Linked DNA regions of Mus musculus: region 2 is linked to region 1. The links are chromatin contacts, called in public HiChIP or PLAC-seq maps. All regions are on one chromosome and are shown on one strand. The core of a region is the stretch at or near the end of the contact, and the rest is flanking DNA. Distances in the headings are between cores, read along the strand shown.

Region 1 (7,173 bases), core at 2,861-5,360:
TCACTTTAGTTCTGTTTGGAAGATGCACAAAAGCAGTAGCCACGTCTTCTAGGAAGCATACTCTGAATTTTCATACCCCCTTCAGTGTTTCCTCCAGATCCTCTGTGGTTGTTTGAATGAGAATGGTCCTCATAGGTTCATATGTTTGACTGATGTGCTTCCTAGTTGGTGGAACTGTTTGGAAAAGGATTAGGAAGTGTGGCCCTGGGTGAAGGAAGTCACTGGGGGTGAACTTTTAGGTTTTAAGAGGTTTGCCATTCCCAGTATGCTCTCTGCCTTCTGCTTGAGGTTTGAAAAGTGAGCTCTGAGCTGTTGCTGCTGCCATCCCTTTGCTCCACAATCATGGACTCTAATTCTCTGGAACCATAAGCCTAATTATATACTTTCTTTTGTAAGTTGATTGGTTAAGATGTTTCATTACAGCAATACAGAAGAAGGAACTAATCCACTGTCTCTACTTTGAGTATACGTCCTCCTCGATTGTCTCAGTGTACTTCTGCCTCCATTGCTTTCAGGGATACTCCATGGTAGCATGCCAAGAGCCCTCAGAATACTTCTCATAGCCTTTGACCCTGCTTTAAGATCACATGTGCCCTCACAGTCAGCTAATGGATGGATCATGGGGCCCCCAATGGAGGAGCTAGAGAAGTACCCAAGGAGCCAAAGGGATCTGCAACCCTATAGGTGGAACAACACTATGAACTAACCAGTACCCCCGGAGCTCGTGTCTCTAGCTGTATATGTATCAGAAGATGGCCTAGTCGGCCATCAGTGGAAAGAGAGGCCCACTGGTCTTGCAAACTTTATATGCCTCAGTACAGGGGAACGCCAGGGCCAAGAAGTGGGAGTGAGTGGGTAGGGGAGTGGGTGGGGCATATGGGGGGACTTTTGGGGTAGCATTGGAAATGTAAATGAAGAAAATACCTAATTAAAAGAAAAAATCATGGTGTGCTGAAAGATGGCAATAATACTACACACTGCAGTGCTGTGAAATGCAGGATTGTAGGTACCCCAAACCTTCACTCAGAAATTCCATTTTTCAGTATACAAGCCACAAAACAGATTATACACCCACATGCTTATGGTAGCATGAGTCACACTAGTGAAGAGATAGAAATGTGACGTAAACATAATAGAATCTTAGCCTTACAAGGGAGGAAAGACATATGGATGGAGCTTGAAAACAACAAGCTAAGTAAGTCAGAAGCACAAGAATAAAACCCACTGATTCTAGTTTTGTGACATACCTACAACATGCCATTTATAGAGCCTGAATATGCAATAGTGGTTACCAGGAAACTGGGTGGGTAGAAAAGTAAATGTAGAACCATTGTTTAAGGAGTTGGGTTTATGTTTGGGATGAGAAAGGACTCAACATGGATAATAGTGATGGCTGTAACAACATTGTGGATAGTGCTTAATGCCCCTGAATCATACACTTAAAAATTTATATACATACATACATACATACATACATACATACATACATACATAAAAAAGCCGAACATTCATATCCTCCTTTCCTAGTGAAACCCAATCAAGTATCTACACAACTGAGTTGAGTTCAATCTTATAAACTGTGAGCCACTGAGGCTGGCAGCAGACTGTGGCTGTTCATGATATTAGTGGTTAAATACTAGATTTAGCTATTCTTATGAATCTCTTTATTAACCCCACACAGCTTCTACTGTAACTGTCAACTGCTCTGATGAGTGAGCCTGAGGCTAAGGAGTTTGCTTAAGGTCATACAACGATAGCTGGGGATTGGACTGGGAATGTCTGATTACAGGCTCCCTGTTCTCAGTCAGGATTTGACTGTGAATGTCTGATTACAGGGTCCTAATTCTCAATCATTATACCCAACTACTTCTTGAAATAAAAATTAAGAGCAAGAATACATGAGCACATTTTACAGGTACACTTCCCCACCCCCACACATACACAGACAGACATGCATCCTCGATGTAGCATAATGGGTGAACCATTTGTAAAACCTTCTTAGAGAAGGAGCAGCCTTAACTCCAGGTTTAGTCCTCTATTGAGACATGTAGAGAGAATAAATGTTGAAGGGCCATTGATGTGTCCTTAAGAGATCAGGACATCTTAGTAAGGGGCCTTCCATATGGAGATAAGAGAGGACAGAGAACCCCTCCTGCATTCTGCTCACAATCCTTGCCAACATTCAGGCCTGACTTTGGAGAATCTGTGATCCTTTGTGCTCCTTTCCCCAAGAATTCTTGTGAATGGCACCTGAAAAATTGTGGCCTGAGAGTAGGTCCATTATTCCTTTAGGCAGGCAGTGCTTCGGAGCAGAGCCCCAGCCCAAGGCACAGCAGGATCTAGCACAGTGGGCACTTCTTGCTGAGGAGATGAAAAAAGGGAGAGGGCCAGAGAAAGCTTTGGAAGACATTAGCCTTGAGCAACTCCTGTTCAATTCTCCTTGTTTCCTTATAATTAGAACAAATTCGCTGTTAGCTCAGTTTCCATTCCCAAAGGTGGGAGGAATGCAGGAAACGTCTCCCAAGATGCTGAGCGTCCTTCTCAGTCTGACTGTCTAGACATATGACCCATGGGCTCCCCTTGGTGTGATGTCGTGCCGAACTGGTGGGGGCTGCAGCTGCAGCTGGGGAGCATTACCTCTGGGGCTGGCAAGGCCTCCATTGTGGGCTGAGGATTCCTCATTCTGGAACATAGCAGCCCCACTAAATGACTGTGACACACACCTGGCTGGCAGTTGCCTGTGTGGGTGAAGCTGGGACTCTGTTGCACTGCCAATCCCACCAGGCACAATTCACATGGAAGGCACAGCAGATGGCATTTCCTGGAGCTGCACACCATGTGGACCAGGAAGGGTGAGTCTGTGTGTAGTTGGCTGTCCTTGGGACCATCTCCCCAACTTTGAATGATCTTGATACTCTCGGGCTTCCCTCACTGCCTGCCCATTGCCTGCTGGGGTCCTAGATCCCCAACTGTCTACACTGGATTTAATTTGACTTCACTTCTCTTTTGTCAAATAAATCAATGCAGGGTAAGTGAAGGACTTCTTATAACTCTCACAGTTTTAACCTCATTTATAAATTGAGAGTAAGAAAACCTACCTTTAGTTTTTTTGGGAGGTTTAAATGAGACAGTATTGACAACATTCTTAGAACAGTGCCTAGTGCATAGTAAGTCTTATGTGTTTTGTTCGGTGCATGCATATTTTATCTCCATACGCCACTGGTCAATCTCGGGACTGGAAGGTGGTAAAAAAACAACTGAAACCTAGGTCTGAGTCCAAGCTTTACCCCAAATATGAGATAGTTGGAAAGATATATTGCTTTCTTTAAACCTCATTTTTGCCAGGCTATGGTGGTGCATGCCTTTAATCCCAGCAGTTGGGAGGCAGAGGCAGGCAGATTTCTGAGTTCGAGGCCAGCCTGGTCTACAGAGTGAGCTCCAGGACAGCCAGGGGAACACAGGGAAACCCTGTCTTGGAAAAAAACAAAATCAACCAACCAACCAAACAAAAAACAAAACAAACAAAACAAACAAACAAAACAAACAAACAAACCCCCCAAACCTCATTTTCTTAGTTTTGCAACTGTGGTTTATGTCAACTCAATTCCAAGGGTCTAGTCATACCTTCACACCTTGGTATCCTAGGACTCAAAAGTGTGGCCACTAGTTTTAGCTTCCATTCTCACCTCAAATCTTGGCTGAGCTCATCTCTGGCTACCCTGAGTCTTAGGGTCCTTAACCTGGATGGCATAAGCTTTCTATACTGCAGGACTTAGACCCTGTAGAAAAGACTGGGCTAATCAACAGAGATTAGTTTTGGGAAACAACAGCTAGCCCAGTGTTCCCAGAGAGGGTGCTTACATAGCCAGGGCATTGGAGGTGGGGGACTAGGCATTCCAAAGTCCGCCTAAAGTGGCCTCTGGGGAGGACCTAGAGGAAAGGGGAAGCTGGAAAGGGTGGGGGTGGGGGTCCTTAATCTTGGGGGATTAAGCTACTGCAAAGTGAACTCAGAAATGAGTAGGGATTTACTTCTTCCATCAACAGGCTGCTCTGTAGGGAGAGGTTTTAAATAGCAAAGGTGACTTTGGCTTAACTTGGCCAAGCAGTTGAACACATTCTTCACTTGGTTCCCAGAAATCAGAAATAGTCTGGTGATAGGCAGGGAGAGTAATGGAGGTGCTCTGGGGGAAATAAGACAATGGTCTGTTCTGATGGTCCCAAAGGGGATTTAGCCCCACCAAATAAACCCAGTGGGACTTTCTTGATCACCATGAAGGATTTTAGGGCTTATCATGCCTGAGAGTTCTTCTGTGTTTCTTAAACAGTGAAATCAAATCTTGAAGGCAAAAATAGATTGGCTCAAAATTACCCTAGAAAAAAGTAAATCACTGGCAGAGTCAGGGCAAAGCTGGTCTCCTGGCTAAAGTAAGGCTGACCTCTACTATTTATACATAGTTGGCAGGCTCCTACTATTTAGATATGCAGCCTCTGCACCAGCCACAAGCAGTATAAACTGGTGTGACAAGCAGCTGCACTTGTAGCTATGTATTTAGTGTAGGTTGTAGATGATGTAGGATAGAGTTGGATAGGCTCCAATGAACCAAGGGCAACCCCTGACCTCATTAGCAAGGCTGAGAGCAGCCTTGGAGATGAACTAGGGAAGAGGTACACATTTGCCTGGGGAGAAGAAGGCACAGGTCTTGGAGCTGGAAAACTGTTCCTATTTTCTGTTTTTGAATTTTCATTGTTCTTTTAGCTACTCTTAGCCCAAGAGAGGGATCAGAAGTCCTTGCTTAGCATGGCAGCTCCTGCTCTCATATGCTCCAAGTGAGCCTTTCCCATTTCAACAGGCAGAATGAGCATCAAGCAGTTCCCAACATCCAGCCTCAGTCATCCCATCAGTCTTCTGTAGCTACCATGACCTTGCACTGAATCTCCAGCATCCAGCACAACTTTCTATCAGGTCTCCAATATCTACCACATCCTCGCATTGAGTGGCCATTTGATTTCTTCTGCCCTAGCTTCTGATTGGTTCAAGCTACACCATATCTCACCTGGTATAATCCTGGACTCCATATCACCAACCTGCAGCCCAGGTTGATGATATAGCTATAACAAATTAATCTTTAGGAACTGAGTTTTGTGGGCACTTGACATCACCTCTAATTCTTGTCAGAGCTGTTCTGGAGCAATCACAGCCGAAGAAGTTCTGTGTCATCACAAAGACCAGAGCCAGTGGGAGGAGCAGAGGTTCTAGTTCTGAGGTTGATGACATAGTCTACTTACCAGAGGGTTTAGTGTTGTGATGGGCTGCTTGGGCAGGGAGAGAAAATTAAGTTGTGATTTCCCACATTTGGGAAGCTCACAGGTGCATCAGGCCCTTATGCTCAGTCTAACATCAAATACAGGCCTTACATTCCACATCAGGTCTGAAGTCTGCAAGCATTGTGTTCAGCCTCTATTTCCATGTTGTACTCATGGGCAGGAACAATCTGGGGGTTTGAAGGAGGCTGATTTTTTTCTCTTGGAGACAAATGTTTTCTAGGGCTTGGTAGTCTCTCCTACTGAAATATGTTGGAACTGTGGTAAGAAAAAGCTGCCCCCTGGTTCCCAGCCTCTGAGAGCCCCTCTCCCCTACTTCAAAGAATTTGCAGATAAGAGGGGCTTTGTGGCTAGGTGAGATCCTGCCTTCCCCCACCCTCCTGTCTTCCCCTTGCCAAATGTGCACAAGAAAATTTAACTTCCTTATCTGACTAGGATTAGATTTGTCACCCTGGAGCTTGAAAGGCCAAGGTGTGTGTGTGTGTGTGTGTGTGTGTGTGTGTGTGTGTGTATGCGTGCACGCAAGGGGGGACTGATGGTCCATTCAAATGTCCTTAAAGACCTCCAGCTGTGGACCACAGGACATTGTTCCTTCTGAGGAACTCCTACCTGCATGGAAGTGTGAGGCTGTACTTAGCTAGCAATGGAAAGGGATGCTTGTAACCTGGGAAGGCACCTGAGGGAGGAAGAGTTGTGTGGAAAGGATCTCAGGAGAGGAAAGAAGGCATTTTTGTCTCCTGATAAGATGAAGCAAAGGCTCTCCGCTTTGGAGGGAATGAATTTCACTTAATGCAGAGTCCTTATTTCACAGGTGATCAAATGGTTAGAGATGGAGCACAAAAACAGATCATAGTTCATTTAAAGAATATTGATGCTTCTTTAAATTCCATAGTGAGTCAGCCCTAGCCTGTATCCCTAAGGAGCTCAAAGTAAACACAGGGTAACACCACAGTTGTCATTCAATTTGGAGCCAAGCCTCAAAAGATAGAAAGGGTGTGGCTACAGGCTGTAGGCAAAATTGAGCTGGGGTCTCATGAGGGTTATGGGCTTATTCCCTAGGAATCTGAGATTTTTCAGAACATTTCACGGACCACTTTGAAATGAAATTCAAAATGACTTGATATGTTGGCTGAGTGTTGAATTGCTGCTTTTTAAATTGGATTTTAGTATGGTTAAGATATAGGAGGCATAAAAATTCATGAAAAGCTTATAGAAGAAAATAAAGAAAATAGATTTCAATGTAATCCGTGTGTGTGAATTGAAAGCTTGAAGGGGAGTGAACCCCAGGCCATCTCTTATTCCACACAAACTGTGGGAGATAACTCACATGCTTTTTATACATGCACACTTAGGTTCAAGGTGTTCAAGGTCACATAGCCAGAATGGCTTTGATGCAAAAGCCACCTGATCTTTATTATATCACAGGGCACAGGGCCCTCCAGATCTGTCTTCGGGAAGGACCCATGGGTACTCCTGCTGGAATTAAGAGAGCATTAAAAGCTTTTAGTCTGAACAAAAATGCAGAGGCTGGGATGGACACCATGAAGTGGGTATTGTTTATGGTAAGTAGGGAAAGTGTTTGCTTGAGAGAGGAGAGAGAGAAGAAACTGGGAAAGGAGATGGGGTCTGTACAGAGGAGACTTAGACTGCTGGATCCAAGCCTAGTCCCACTTTCTCATATTCCTGGGATAGAGCTGACATCAAAAACTATTTGTTGGAAATATTGGAAATCAATATGATTTGGGTCCCAGTGTTCATATCTATTACAGAAACTGAATATGCCTTACATGGGGAAGAAATGTTTGTGTAATCCTTATCAGGCTTTGATACTGAGGTGACAAGCAGGACTCC
Region 2 (7,173 bases), core at 2,984-5,483, 35 kb before region 1:
TGAGGACTATGGGCAGAGAGGCCTCCCACAAAACTGCCTCCAAAATGAGATGGGCGGTGAGTGCTGGGGCCCCTCTGCCACAGATAATATCAGCTCACGAGGCTGGCAAGGGGAAAGTCACTTCAGAAGCAAAGTGCCGCTCTGTTCAGAGGGCTCGGCGCTGGGGCAGAGAATACACAGGATTTTCCCCGTGGAGATGGAGGCAGGCATAGTCAGAACCCTGCGGGGCGTGACTAACTGCCCCAATATTCCTGCCACCGGGCCCTCTGGGTAAGGACTCCACAATTATGGGAGAGCCAGCAGGAGAACTCACAAACCAGCCTTTCATTTGGCCGGCAAATCAATCTGGCTTCTTACCTCCCTGGGGACAATATTGCATTTCCCCTGGAAAAACAAAGGCCAGAGATCTCGGAAGGGGGATCGGCTTCAACAGCAGTTCCCTGGTGACGCACTTGCAACATCTCTGGAGCAATTGGGTCTGATTCCAGGGATAGAGTCTGGGGTCCAGTCTTTTTATGAGTCTTTCTCCTTAATGATGACCACACATGTCATGAGACCACACTTTGCTTAGAGCATCAACCTATACTGGGCCTCCTTGTAGGAGTCCCAAGTCCTGGAGCTCCCATCGTGGGTTGACAGCTCCGTTCTCTAGGCACAGATGTGAACTTATTGTTCCCAGGGCCTCTGAGTTGAGTTTGGGACTAGTGAGTTGTGAATGACCTCTGCCCATGGGGACAGGCTTTTAATGAATTTAGCTGAATCAGGTCTCTGACAGCCAGAGACTTTAAACTTCTTAAACCCCTCCTTTCTCCCTTACTCCCTAGGTTCAGAAATCAGAACTGCCAAACTTCAGACAACACATTTCTCTGAAATTATAACCCACAAACTCTCCTTGCTGACTGGAAGTCCGTTCCCCCCCCCCCCCCCCCCCGTCTTAGGGAGGCAGCCCCAGAGTCACAGAGCTTAGCAAAGGCCCAGGGAACCATGCAGAACTTAGTGTTAATCAGCAAAGCAGTGCTGGTGGAGGCCAAGTCCACAAAACCTTCCTTGACAGCACAGGCTAGGCACCTCTGTGTAGTCTCTATAAACACACCCACAGGTGTGTATCCAAGCAGCCTCAGGACAGCCCTGTTCTCTGAAGCCCTCAGGGCCTGGGGAAGACTGCTGCAAATGGGCAACTCCCTCCTTCTGTTTTGAATCACTCTGATGCTCCCAGGGAAATTCTTTCTGCTCAGGCAAGCACAGCAGGTGGAGAGTGGATATCCCCAACAGGGAACCACTGAAATGGAAAGAAACACCCAAACTCTGGCATGTAGTAGTTTCCCCTGACCCCAGTAGAGCAGCCCAGTGCTATTCAGGACCAGAGAGATACTTTTGCTTGGGGTAAGAGACAGGGAGGATGGGACCTGACTCTGGCTGTCTGCTGGAGCATGACAAAGATCAGAGACTAAGACCAAGACACTGGGGACCGACCGCTAGCTAGGCTGGCAAGTCGGTTCTTACCTGGGAGAAGTTGAGCCCATTGAGAGGATGGCACTGCTCCTCAACCCGCTCCACAGCCCCTGTGCTCTTCTTCATCTTCTCAGCCTGCTGGGCCAGGTAGAGGTCCAGCACAGGCACACCTCGGGAGCGCACATCTGTCTCCGTGAGGGAGTTCACCATGAGCATCACCCACACGGGCCTCTTGCGCTCCCAGTTACCAGCAATGGCATTGAACAGGTAGTCAGCATACAGCCCCTTGCCGCGCTGTGCTGGCGTCATCCAGGAGGGGATCATCAGCTTCACATAGTCCAGGTGGCGCTTCAGGCGCCAGTAGAGCTCCCTTGGCAGCACGTCCTGCAGGTTCTCCCCATGGGGCAGCAGCTGGCAACTGGCCAGGGCTGAGATGGTATAGGGATCTGTCAGATCCAACTCAAAGTAGACGTGAGTGCTGGCCTGGAAGGCTGCTTTGGAATTATCAGGGATGAAGTCCCAGACTCGGGTATAGGGAACGTGGATGGTGCCAAACAAGTAGGCTGGAGGATGGCGCCGAATAGTCCACAGGAAGGAGTTCAGGTCCCTCTGCTACATGGAGAGAGAAGAAGAGAGGCAGATCAGTGAGGCCAAAGGCAGCAGGGCAGAGCCAGGGTTGGCACTGAGAGATTGCAGGGGTAGATGGGGCCAGAAGGCAGAGGCCCGCTGGCAAGGGCTTTCCAAGCTAAAAGTTCCACATTCAAATGCTGGCTTTGTCCTTTCTTAGTTGGATAATTTGTAGTATATCATTCTACTTCCCAGACTCAGTTTCCTCTTCTGCAAAATGGGGGTGAGAATGGGAGTTATTGGTAGGAGTGAAAAACAGAACATACATATCTGAAGCCCTCAGAGTGGTGCCAGGCACGGAGGAAGTGGGCAACGAAAGGAGGCTCTCTTTATGACTAGCTTTCACTGTGAAAGCCAAGGGCTGCCACACCACCTGAGAACATTCATGCTTGGCCAAGCCAAACCTTCACCAGGGTGTTTCATGTGTAGGGTGGGGGGGGGGGGACCAAGAGTCCTGCTCTGGCAAGAAAAGAGGAAGTCATATAACTTTTAAATACAGCCATTAGAAGACACATGCCAAGAGTACTCTGAAAGCAGAACACCTATTAAAAATAGCACACCTATTTCAGCAGCTCCTTCCCGTTCATCGGGTGGGTAAGGCTTTCTTCTTGGAGGGCAGGTCACGGGTGTTAGCTACTTTGCTCCACTCACTGAGACCATAGGTGAGAAAGGGTTTTAAAATCTTGCAAAGCCAAAGCAAGTCTCAGTTGCTGGTGTGGGAGGAGAGGATTTCATAGAATTAACCCCAGGAAGCATACATATTCTGGGTGCTTTCTAAACTCCCCCCACCAAAAAGGTGAGCCTAGCTCTCCATTTCCAAGTCTGTCTTTGTCTGTGACCTAGGCACACACTATGGTTGTTTTTTCCAGTATCAATTAGGATTTGGAAAGAAACAGGAGTAGGGGACTATCTCCCAAGCAAAGTCAGTTTCCATCTAGAAAAGTCCCTGGAGTGACCACTGACCACTTAACAAACTTTAGGTCAACTCATAACATATTCCTCCCTGATTCTGGCACAAATGAAAAGTATTTATTGTGGGTGGTGGACACAGAACCATAGTTTACCAACAAACCTTACAAATGTGAATGCACAATAGACAGTGCCTACCAGCTATCCAGCTGGTTTCTTGCACAAGGCAGACTGCTAGCTGTGCACCTTGCCCAAGGCCAACCTATGCCCTGCTAATAGGGTAGCACAGGAAGATCCTGCAACAGTATTCTCGTCTCCTGGCATCTAGTTCAGGATGATTGCCAACGCATTAATCTATATTTGAAGATAAGGGCATTGCAGGAAAAAATATCAAGAGATGCCGGGTTTGGAGAGGAAAGTTGGGAGAAGCAATAATTACTTGGTGCCCTTAGGAAAATATTAGACAAGCAAGTTCATCCTGTCATTTCCGTTTCTCTCCTATGATATCTTACCCTTTTCAGGAAACAGGGGCATTTGGGACAATCGGTACTGGGTAGGGTCTGGGGTACAGAGGGAGAGGAGTGAGAATGAGCACCAGGGTTGGAGGATCCAGCCTTAGGTCAGAAAAAGGGTCAAGGAGAGGGAGGGATGCCTGGCCTGGGGCACTGTGTGAATGAAACAGCAAAAGGGTTGGAAGTCAGGGTGTAGAAAAGGGTACTAGGTGTTGGGAAGATGAAGTCAGAAGAAGGCAACCAAAGGGTAAAGGTAGGATAAAAGACAGGAGAGTTAGAAGCGGACACAGAGAGGGGATCCATCCAACCAAGACCAAAAGTCTAGGGGAAACTGTCCGCGAGTGGAGAAGGAACCATCTGGGCTGGGCTCAGACTTGGAGTCCGGGAGGACAGATGCTAGGGAAGGGAGCCCAGGCTGTGCCCAGAGGGCGGAGGTGGAGCGAGTGGGCTGAATGGAGAAGGCTGGTCCCAAACCCTGGCCCCTCAGGCTGGAGTGTCCAGGCAGGCGGGAGAGTGGCAGGGCTGGTGCTCGCTCACCGATCCAGGCGGCCGGCACTGTCCTCCGTCGGGGGGTTGCGGACGGGCGCGGGCGGTGGCAAGGAGGGCGGCTAGCAGCGGCCCCGCCAGGGCGGCGTGCATCCTGCCGGGGCCCGCGGGACGCGGGGGTCCCTCTTGGGCAGCGCCCCCTCAGCAGGGCGGGGAGCCCCCAGCTGGGCACCGAGGATCTTCTGGAGCACAGGGCTCCAGGCGCGAGATGCTGGGAGCCCGCTGGGGCGTGGCTGGATGTCCCTGTCGGACCTGGGGGTCTCTCTGGGGCGGGGCTCCGGTCTGTTGGAAGAGGGGGATCCTCTGGGGCGGGGCCCCTCACCAGGGCGCGCAGCCGGGTTGGCCGAGCCCCGGAATTCTGAGAGCGCGCAGGGGTCCTAGAGCGCGTGGGGGTCCCGGAGCCGCGTCAGGGTCCAGGGGTACGCGGGGCTCCTGGGGCAGTCCTGAGATTCCAGGGTGAGCGGGGGAACTCGGGTTATGCTGGGCACCCGGGGCGCGCAAGGGTCCCAGGGGTGCGCGGCGCTCCAGGGGGCGCGCAGTGGGACAAGTGCGGCAGAGGGCGCGGCGGGGCGGGGGTCTGCTCTGAGGTGCCGGGCTGCCCCCGAGCCCGGCTCAGAGGGGCGGCGGGCGGCCGCGCGGCCGCTGCCCGGGCTCCGCCATGCTGCTCCGCGGCCGGGAGGGAGGGAGAGAGGAGGGCGGGAGAGCGGCGCGGAGCCGGGCCGGGCGGGGGGCTGGGGCCGCCGGGCGGGGGAGGGGAGGACCCGGCGCGGGAGGCGGGGGGCCGGGGCCGCGGCGGGCCGGGCCGGGCCGGGCCGCAGGGAGTCGGAGCGAGCTCGGCGCCCGGGCGCGGCGAGGCGGGGTCTGCCGGGCATGGCAGGCGCTCGCTGGCTCCGCGCTCGCTCTCTCGCTCGTTCCCTCGCACGCGCGCGGAGGGAGGCGAAGCCCGCAGCAGCCACTTCCCAACTTTCCAAACTTCCCAGCGCAACTTTTTCCTCTCCTCCCCTGCCTGCGCCTCCTCCCTCCTCCCTCTCCTTTCCTCTCCTCTCTCCAGCTCTGCGCCGGGATGTAGCTCCTGAGCGCTACCGCCAGAGGGCGTCTGGCTCAGTGGACCTTGGGTTAAGGTGGAAGTCCAATGGTCAGGCTGAGACAAATTTGGGAACATGGGCCAGTTTCTCAGAGCACATCTGCGAGGCCTGGCGAGAGTAAGCAGTTAACAGGACAGGATTTGTGTAGGCACTTCGAGGTATATCGGAGAATGAGATGGTCACTGGAGATCCAGAAAACGTGGTATTTGCTTACAACGTTTTGTCATGCTGCTGTGCCTAACACCACCACATGTGTTCCTAGGCACTCTGCAAAGACCCACTACATTAAATTAAAACATGTCTAAAGAACATAAAACAATTAGAATTCCTTGGAAGCTCCATTCAGTCAGTCATTCTCCTGTCTGTTTCTCTGGGTGTACACACACACACACACACACACACACACACACACCGCTGTTGTTAAACAAGATTTGCTAAGACTCTATCCTGATATTGGAGGTTAAAGATAAATTGTGTGATATTATCAGAAGTCTATAGCTGACAGACATGATGAGATATGCAAGTAGACAATTAAAATACAATCATAGCAGAAGACCAAGAAAAGGCAGGCAGAGGAAGGGTTCCTGAGGCAGGCTCAATGGACCTCAGGCTAAGAGGTGGAAGTCAGGCTGAGACAAATTTGGGGATATGGGTGAGTTTCTCAGAGCAGATCTGCGAGGCCTAGTGAGCATAAGCAGTCAGCAGGACAGGCTATGGGTAGGCACTTTGAGGTATATCAGAGGTGCCCTGGAGTCAGGGCAAAGCCCTAGGAGATGATCTTTAAGATCTTTAAATCAGCAGTAGCTAATAGAAGGGAGTGAAGTGGCCGGGTGTGGTGGCGCATGCCTTTAATCCCAGCAGCACTCAGGAGGCAGAGGGCAGCCTGGTCTACAAAGTGAGTTCCAGGACAGCCAGGGCTATACAGTGAAACCCTGTCTTGAAAAAAGAAGAAGAAGAAGAAGAAGAAGAAGAAGAAGAAGAAGAAGAAGGAGGAGGAGGAGGAGGAGGAGGAGGAGGAGGAGGAGGAGGAGGAGGAGGGAGTGAAGCAGATGGATCACCTGCTGCCAAGGTATAAAAGTGGGATAAAAGGGCCTTCAAGGGACTGCCTACAGAAAGCAGATGGCCAGAACCTGTGTCATCATGCCAGGCCTGAGAGCATGCCTTTGTATGTATACAGTCATGGGAAGATACTCCAAGATTCAAATTTGCAAGTGGCTAGGTTATATCTTTACTTACAGGGCTCATGATTGAGGGAACAAAGTAGAGGCAGAGTGGCCAGTGGAAGCCAAGGCCTGATCCTAGGCCTTTTGGCTCCCAGCTAAGGGCCCTCCTCCCCTCTCTCCACTCCTGCCTCGGTTGCACATGGAACCACTAGAGAAAGGAAGGCTCAAAGTGTGAGTGAAGCAGAATGACTTGCCTCTCCGAGCCTAGAATGCGAGCAACTAAGAACTGGACTAAAAGTGAAGGATGTAAGCACCAGAGGTGGCTGTGAAATTTCCACTTTTTTCTTTGCAATTGCCTACAGTTCAAACTGCTAGATATCAGGAGCAACTTGTTCTGCTCAGCCTCTTATCCCACATACCTGCTTGGTGACAGATGCTAAGCAAACCAGAGTGCCCAGAAAACAGGACACCAGGGCATAATGTAGTAGCTCTGTCTCTCACACACAGAGTTCTGAGATCTGCAGTCATAACAAAGAGAGGTTCTTGAGAGATACTGCCCTGACTCAGCCCCTTTCCCCCTAAAGCCACCCATCTGCTTCGAAAGAGCAGTGAGTTGGTTAGAGTGAGAGTCTGCTTCCACAGAGAGATAGGAACATGGTCTTCACTGGGGAATTAGAAGATGGCAGATAGGGAGTACAAAACCGACCAGATCAAACTTAAAGTGATGGTATGTGTGACTATGAGTTAGTAGTTTTTCATACCTTCCCCCTGTATTTCAAATAAAAGTTCTCTCAGATCGTGTCTTTTCCCCTAAAATGATAAAGGTTTTGGCGGCTAATTGTCAGAGGTAACTGCTGTAACTTCCTCCTTTACTATGTC

What was found. HiChIP or PLAC-seq counts read pairs in DNA pulled down with a chosen protein or histone mark.
Region 2: a contact with region 1 is called in an H3K27ac HiChIP or PLAC-seq map of heart atrium, with 7 read pairs. The contact joins the promoter of Trabd2b here to the enhancer-like site in region 1. A contact is called at or near these places in 1 of 15 datasets of contacts at CTCF or cohesin (the NIH/3T3 cell line), 3 of 484 Hi-C or Micro-C datasets (cerebral cortex, cortical neurons and liver), 5 of 115 datasets of contacts at active chromatin or transcription factors (the SCID.adh cell line, embryonic stem cells, fibro-adipogenic progenitors and 2 more) and 3 of 9 other capture datasets (adipose tissue, liver and pancreatic islet).

The regions. Positions count from the first base shown.
Region 1 is chr4:114,368,483-114,375,655 of GRCm38.p6, reverse strand. No RefSeq gene overlaps it. Among named protein-coding and RNA genes, the nearest start is that of Gm40228, 25 kb to the right of the region's middle. Within about 2 kb of position 4,110, at least 13 of the 459 cell types and tissues checked have an H3K27ac peak or open chromatin away from gene starts, as enhancers often do. A contact at or near this core is called in cerebral cortex and heart atrium, where this site is marked.
Region 2 is chr4:114,403,784-114,410,956 of GRCm38.p6, reverse strand. Trabd2b (TraB domain containing 2B) reads right to left here and starts at 4,233. Exons shown (of 7, transcript NM_001085549.1): 1 at 4,038-4,233; 2 at 1,504-2,064. The coding sequence starts at 4,139.